2 separate regions of the Cricetulus griseus genome follow, and region 1 is linked to region 2. A link is a contact called in public Micro-C data. All regions are on one chromosome and are shown on one strand. Each heading gives the region's core, a stretch centred on a gene start, on an enhancer-like site or on the middle of the called end of the contact. The rest is flanking DNA. Distances are from core to core; before and after follow the strand shown. Region 1 has its middle 24 kb from the start of Hoxa11. Region 2 overlaps Jazf1 (juxtaposed with another zinc finger protein 1).

What was found. A called contact is a pair of places that touch in the nucleus more often than the background predicts.
Region 1: a Micro-C map of the CHO-K1 cell line shows a contact between it and region 2, with 3 times the contacts expected there. The contact joins two enhancer-like sites. A contact is called at or near these places in 4 of 8 Hi-C or Micro-C datasets (the CHO-K1 cell line, fibroblasts and liver).

Annotation. Positions count from the first base shown.
Region 1 is chr8:89,074,287-89,078,222 of CriGri-PICRH-1.0, forward strand. No RefSeq gene overlaps it. Among named protein-coding and RNA genes, the nearest start is that of Hoxa11, 24 kb to the right of the region's middle. Within about 2 kb of position 1,390, at least 1 of the 6 cell types and tissues checked has open chromatin away from gene starts, as enhancers often do.
Region 2 is chr8:88,485,341-88,489,240 of CriGri-PICRH-1.0, forward strand. The region is part of intron 2 of Jazf1 (juxtaposed with another zinc finger protein 1); the gene reads left to right. Among named protein-coding and RNA genes, the nearest start is that of Mir1285, 92 kb to the right of the region's middle. Within about 2 kb of position 2,056, at least 1 of the 6 cell types and tissues checked has open chromatin away from gene starts, as enhancers often do.

The DNA of each region.
Region 1 (3,936 bases), core at 140-2,639, 590 kb after region 2:
TTCACGGTCATGAACACAACGCTCATTCCCAGACTGAGAACTGATCCCAGAGGGAAGTCTGCATAGATGCCGGAAAGCTAAGGTCCAAGCTTTGAGTCACTTCATTTTAGTGCCCTTCCTGAATCCAAGTATAGCTTGATAAAAGAAGAAAATTTCCCAATGGGATTCTTGGCCCATTTTGTGAAGAGGTGTAATCCCAACAGCTAACATATTCAGCTGATCACAAATCACAACACACACACACACACACACACACACACACACACACACACTCAGAGAGAGAGACAGAGAGAGAGAGAGAGAGAGAGAGAGAGAGAGAGAGAATCTCCATGCCAATGAGTTGACCCCATTTTTTTTTCCAGAACTCACTGTTAGTGGGGACTTTTTGAAAGTACAGAAACAGGCTTCACTGTACACACTGACCTGGGTTTGTAAGTCAGTTCTCCACTGACAGGTGTATTGGCTCAGAAAGCTATATTCAGACCCAGTGACTCAGACAGAAAACAAACAAAGTGAAAGCTAACCTTGCATGGCCCACAGAGGGGCAACTACAGCCTGAGTTCTAGGTCCTGATCCAATGTGAATGAGCTTGGCAACCTCCAGTATAATCAGCTAAGTTGACTTAACTGTCATTACCAGAGGACCCCCACTCCAATTGGCTGGAAGCAGAACCATGCTGGGAGAAATAATCAAGGCATTGACCATGACTTTGGAACTTCAACCACTCTCTGAGGGGAGGGGAAATTGGCAGTGGCTCTTGGAGTTTTTAACTATTCTTAGTAGCCATTAAAAAAAAATAATAACTTCAGTCATTAGCCCACCCTGGGTGTCCACGTCCGATTCCATTTCCTTAGTCTCCTTTGGAGCTCTATGGGGTGGCCCCACTTTCGTCCCTCCCAATCCTAGGCAGAGGTGGGAGGTGAGGATAGAAGCCCAGGGCTGTGCCCCCAGACCTTGGACCCTGCCGTATCCGCTAGGAGAAGTCACAGGAAACGCATTTACCACCTGGACGACCTTGACTGCAGCCGATTAAAGTTTAATCCGAGGTGTGTGCTCAGCCTTGCCATGTTATTTAAACACATCAAAGGTCATAAAAAGATTCCAAAGGCGTGAGCAGGGCAACTCAGACCGGCAGGGAGCCAGCATTTTATTCTAGTTGGCTTCCAGAGCTAGGATTTGGAGAGTAGGGCAACAAAGGGGCTGTTAGAAACAAAGGATAAAAATAAATAAATAAATATGAAAAAATAAAAGAAAAAGCAAGAAAGAAACAAAGGACAAGGTTTTGCTTTCCCAGAGGAACTCCAGATTTCAAAACGAGGCAGGGGAAACCAAGTCTCAGACACAACGACAGACAGCGCTCTGTAATTCCTATTAACTTGGAAGACATCTAGTGGGGAGAGATGGCAACTGCAGTGACGTCCTGGGAGCATCCTCGGCTGCCCACCCTGCTGGACTATTGGGGTGAGGTGCCAGGACACCAAGAGAGGTCAGCCTCTCCGGTGCAGTCTTTTAGCGGCCACATAAATACTCAACTGTCAAAGATCCAAGAGCGGGGTGCCAAGGGGTCATTTCCCCTCTGAGAGGAAAGGCCCAGCTCTGGTGAACCTTCTCTCCAGGTTTTGGTTCTAGTATCCAGCTGTTATTCAAGATTCCTGTTCTGATCCAGTCCTTCCGGAAGCCCCCGATCCTACATTGGGAGAAGCCCCCAGATACCTATATGTGGCTACAGAGTAGATTCATTTAAGGACAGAGGCGAGAAAGGCAGCCTGCCAGCTCTGGACTGCAAGCCACTACAGCAGAGGGTCAGGTACCAGGGTGCTCAGGCAGCATTATCAGTTCATCTCCATTGTGGACTCCTCAGACCACCCCTAATCCGTGTGGATGAGGAGGGCATTCAGGGCACAAAAACCCTGTGGAAAGAAACTCCACATATGGACCACATTCTCTCTTCTTCTCCCAGCCCTGGCAGCAGCTGGATCTTTAAGGCCAAGTCAACATCCTGTGCTCCAGAAATGCCGGATGTAGTTTCTCTGGGAGGCGGTTTCACCTGCTTTAAGAGAACGGGGATATCGTTACCCCAGGCAGCCTCCTGACTGACTGTACTGTTGAGGGTCTCTATTTGTTGTGGTACCACATCATCCTAGAATTGTCAGGGAAAAAGTAGCATCAGGATGTTGCTTTTCCTTTGTGATAAAAAACAGCACTTGTCAGTTCTTGCAGAGGACCTGTGATTCCCAGCACCCCCATGGTGACTCACAACCCCAGATCCAAAGGATTCAATGGCCACACACGTAATGCACATACATGCATGCAGGCAAAGCATTCATACACATAAAATAAAATAAATAAAACTTTTAAAGACTAAGAAGAAAGCCAAGAGACACTGCTCTCCATCACCTTCCAAATGTATGAATCCCAGCACATTGAGAAGCCAATGCAGGAACCTTCTGGAGGTGAAGGCTGCAAAGGACATGATGCCGTCTGGGAGCTGCCCTCTGTAGGAAGGCCCACTCATCCTGTCTTGTTCATTGGCAGGACCAGGACTGCCTATGGCTTTGGGAAACGGCATCTTTCCTCCTGTGTTTTCCACCAAGTTACTTTCTCTACACCCTATGCATAATCCTATCTGGGCTTGGAATCCCTTGATTCTTAAAGGAGGGTCTTTATTTACTTCCAGATTCTTAAAAAAATAATTAAAAATTAGAAATGGTAGATAAGACCATTCATGGCAAAAATTGCTTTACAGCTTTTCATAAACACTTCACAGACCTGAAGTGCATCCTCCAAAAACTACAAAGTCTGTGGCTCTCTCTGCTTTCTCTCCCCCGCCCCCCCCCCCCCGCCCGTGCATACCACCTATTGGCAAGATGGAAACTCCCTTAGGTTTTATTGGATTAGCTACAGACTACTGAAGCAGTCATAGGTAGGGGCTGGGAGGCAGGACAGCCGATAAATTAACCAGAGAATGAAAGCCTAAGATCAGAGTTGCAAAGGAACCCAGGATCCAAGGGCCAGGAGTAGCCCAGATCCTAGGCTGCCTTTAGATGAACTGGGGTGCTGTTTGGAGCCTTGCAGATCCGTCAGTCATCCCAACCTTGTGCAACCACCTGAAATGTCCCCTCACCTTAGCCAGCCCACATGGCTAGATTAGATTCTACTCGGGGTCCTCCCACCACTACCACACACACAAATTACACTCTGTCCTGTTCCTAGCATAGGCTATAGGAACGTCTAGTCCTGGGGTGACAAACGAGTTTGCTTGCTCTCAGTGACATCAAATTACTTTGCACCAGCCAAGGGTCCCATGACCCTACATAACCTCACATTAGATCCTAAAAAAATGTAAAGAAATATGGCCTTTTTAAAAGTGGCTGAGAGCAAGTAATTGCTAGCAGGCTTGAGGGGCTGTCCCCAACTCAGCTACCGACCAAAGCAGATCCCAGCTGGAATTCACACACTTGGCCTCTCCATCGACAGAAGCTCAACTTTGAATTTCACTCTGGACCCTAAACAGGTTCTCAGAGTTCAAATTATTTTTGTGTAATTAGAGAAATCACAAGGAGGCTTGAAACCTGGGCTGCAAAACTGGGACCTCAGTGGGTGGTAGGGGATGGGGGTGGTGCAGAGACAACACAGCCAGATTCTGAAGAAAGCTAGCCTCTGTGGAGATGGGGCTTCCTCATTAACTTTAAAACACAGGCCTTTCTTGGGTTGCTATGCTTAAATATTTCATCAGGAATTAGGGTCTCATTGTGTTCTCATTTTCCCTCCCCGCCTCCCATCTCACTGTTAGTGTCTCTTTTCTCCTTTCCCTCTTCCTCCACATATTTTATATTCCTGATTCTGCAGTCTTTGCCCTGACCTTGACCCTTGCTGAACTCCATCTTAAGATCAGGGGACGTAGTATACCCACACTCTTGCCAGCCACTGTGCTCT
Region 2 (3,900 bases), core at 806-3,305:
CTGGGTTGCACGCCATTCCTCAGCAGCGCACATCTGCTGGGAAGCCGCCATTCCTTCCAGGCAGCCTCAGCCTCCCAGTGGGAGATAAGCTGAGCAAGAGCCTCGTCTGGCAGCCAGATTCCTGCCTGGATGAATGTATGTGACTGGATTGGGATGGTTGAGATGGGCTACACTGAGTTATACCACAGCTAGCAGCTGCCCTCTTCTAACTGGGGCTGTTGACAGGTCCTGCTGAGAGCCCTTGTTTCAGAACTTAAATCTGGAAGCTCGACATTTTAATTTTGGGTTTTCATTTGGGAGTGTGATTTTATTAGGACCAAAATGTCTGATCCATTCCCCTGAGGACATACTGTCTTGTCTGTAGCATTGAGTATCCTCTGAGTGAGGATTTTGTCCTGATTCCCCAGAGTCCCACTGAGACTACCTGGAGATGGCTGCCAACAACTGCAACCTTGGCCCTGCCCTCAACCCTGCCCTCCTTGGTCCCCCTACAGTCTCTGGTGCCCATGTTAACAGTCTCTGAGAGCCTATTAACTGAGCAGCACCCTGTGAACGGGTAGTTCAGCAGGCAGCTCCCCCAGGCTCAGTGTGGACTACCTGGCTGAGGGCGTTGGTGAGAGGTCTTCTCACCTTTGTTGACATAAGCATGGTCTCTTCGTGATTCAAGAGGTTTATAAATTACCCTAGACTGAATGGCCTCACTGGAAGGGACTATATGGGCTAACTGCTCTCTGATAAGAGTGTTTACACAACATGAATCACAGAGTTCAGTCCCCAGAACTTCAGGGGAAAAAAAAAGAATGCTCCTAACTGCTAACAAAAGTAACTTAGGACCTTAATTTAGCACTTGTGCTGACTTGAAAATATTTTTGAAAAACATGTCCTCTGAGAGGTTGTCAGACCAGCTGTGGTGGCACACACCTGTCATCCTGGCAGTTTGAGAGCAGGAAGACCGACCCTGAGTTCAAGGCCACCTAGGCTGTAGGTATAGCTAGACCTATAAAATAAGTTGTTGTTTATTTTGACAGTGTGGTCTGGGAAATGTGGCTGGCCTTCTTCTGTTTTCTTGTTGTCTTCCTGATTTTTATCTTTAAAAAAAAAAAGACGTTTTGTTTGTTTGTTTGTTTTAAAGACAGGGTACCTTTGGAGGCTGTCCTGGAACTCGCTCTGTAGACCAGGCTGGCCTTGAACACTAGGCTCACAACACCCAAAAAAGTCTTTTTTATAAAATATTTATTTATGTATATATACCTGGGTGAGTGTCACACCAAATGTGTGTTGGTGCCTTCAGAGGCCAGAAGAAGGCTTCTGATCCCCTGGAGCTGGAGATACAGGCAGTTTTGAGTCACGTGACATGGTGCTGGGACCTGAACTCGGGTGCTCTAAAAGAACAGTAAATGCTCTCAATTGTGAGACGTCTGTCCATGGTCATCTTTGTAAGTAGCTTTCTTTCCTTTCAGCAGTGTTTTATATATATCCCATCTCGGACATTTAAACCAATATAAAATGCCCTGTAAAGTTCACGCTACGTTCCCTAAAACACTGAGAAAAGCACTGCATTTCGTAAGCTGCCACTTCACTGGGATGAAAACTTGGTTGAGGGCATCTCAGGTTGTCCACACAGTTGACTTCTAGTTTCTTCTCCCTAACTAGGCTTTCCTAGCCCAGGCAGGGTATGAGTGACATTTTCTGTGAACCACTCAGAGCCCGGTATTCTCCCAGACCTTAAGAATTCTTAGTGCGCTGACAATGAAAACAACATAAGATTTGAAGACATAAATTTGCATCCTGAACAAGTTAACAAATTAATTCTTTTCTAGGGCATTTTGGGATGACCAGTGTCAGCCTGCCCTTACGAAATGTCCTTCCAGTGAGGTCTGACTCTAAGTTTTGATAGTCGTGACAGACGGATGAAAAGCCACGCTGGCAAGTGATTGGCAAGCATGTGGCCTGCAGAGGGCGCTATAATACCATCTTTTCTGAGTCCAATCCTTATAAAAAGCAGCGACTGGGAACCCGCTGAAGGGGGAGGGGGGAAGCCCTGAGGCTTCTTAATGCTTCCAGCAGCCAGTCTGCTTGCAGTCTGGTAAACAGGCTAGGAATTGTGGGCAAGGCCTTTTCCCGAGTTTTGCACCAAGAGTGAGATCAGATGACTCTGTCCGGACTCATTACTTTCATAGCCTAGAGCTAGTTCACACAGCAGCAGGAGTCCACCGAAAAGGCATTTAATTAATGAAACTGAAACTGGTACCTATAACTCCTGATTAGTAGTAGTCAATTTTTTCCCCTTCAGTATTTCAAGTAATTTATAAAGCGCACTTACACACATAAATAGAAAGCTTTAAATGCTGATATTCCATAAAAAGTAAATAAAAATATTTTTATGCATTAAGACTTAATTAAGTGGCATGATTTCATGTCACAGATTTAAAACAGGGCAGGTGAGACCTGCCAACATTACTACAGCTGCGTTTTACATGAGGAAAGTAATTAAAATGGTCGTTTATGTCTTTTTCCACTTAGAGGATTTAGACTGTTCTGTATTACACCATATATTTTCCCTGCGATCATATTATGGCGGTATATCTTAGCAGGCCATACCTGTACTGTTGCTGGGAAGCTGAGGGGCACATAGGTCAAATGACAAAGTTGTCCTGTGCTGCTGAGACTGATGGGCTGAAGTGGCTTGCCGGAGGACTTCTTCCTGGAGGGAAGGGGGAGCCTGGCATCTCTTCATAAGCAACTCCTTTCCTTGTCTGGACAGAATTCAATTAATTTTCACAAGAACAGTTTTTTCTTCTATTGTTCGTGGAAAAAGAAAAAACAGCAGAAGGCAGAAACACACCTGCCCGGCCATGTGATACCTGACCGTTTAGACCTCACTTCTGTGTGAGACCTTACATTGGAAGTGGGTCTGTTGCCACTGTTTAGCTAGGAATATGCTAATTCTAAAGCAAAGGAAAGCAGGCCAAGGCAGTTAGCGATGGGAATGGCATCCTGACTTCATCGATCAAAGCTAAACCCTGATTCTCTGGAGAGAACAAAAACAGATCTGTGTGTGTGTGTGTGTGTGTGTGTGTGTGTACTTATTTACTGCTGCTATTTATGTTAACAATCATAGTAAAATTATTACTTGATGAAGTTTTAACGACAGACGTAATTTTGTGCCCCAAGAGGCATGGGTCACCAAATGAGACTGAAGCCTCAAAATCAAACTGTCTCAGCACTTTAGTGTTATATTGAATGTAACGTACAGTAAGGGGTTGGTGAGTCCGAGGTAGAGGCCAGAAGCACTTGCAGTTCCTCCAACAGAGAGAACTTCTAAGGCTATGAACTGTCCCATTGCTTGGGTTGTGTGAGCAGCAGGTGAGGATTCCAAGGTACAAGCAGTTACAAGAGGAGGAGAGCCTCCACAGTCACTTATCAGTCACCTACTGGGAACAAGGAGCGAATTCTCCTCTCTGTGCCTCATCTTTAATAGTATCCTAACAGTTGAGTCCATTTCCAGTCGGTTCTGCTTGAAACAGTTGACCGGTGATTATTAACAAACAACATAGGTAAAATTGAACAACGTGATCACCCAGGCTGGATCTTCCTCCAGGCCCACCAAAAGTGTGACCTCATTGTGCCTGTGCTTGCTTCCCAGCACCTTGAGCATCACTTTAAGTGCTATAAAGCTACTGTTCATGTGCTGCCTTGCCATCACAGTGTGGCCTCCTCACTCTGTTAATTATCTAATGGTGACAGAATGTGCCACTCGGGCTGGAGAGATGGCTGTGCTGTTAAAGGCTAGGCTCACAACCAAAAATCAGAATGTGCCACTCACGTGCTTACTGCATGATTGATAGGCTTACAATTTTCATTTACTTTTGTAACAATTAAATGGTTTTTGTTGTTGTT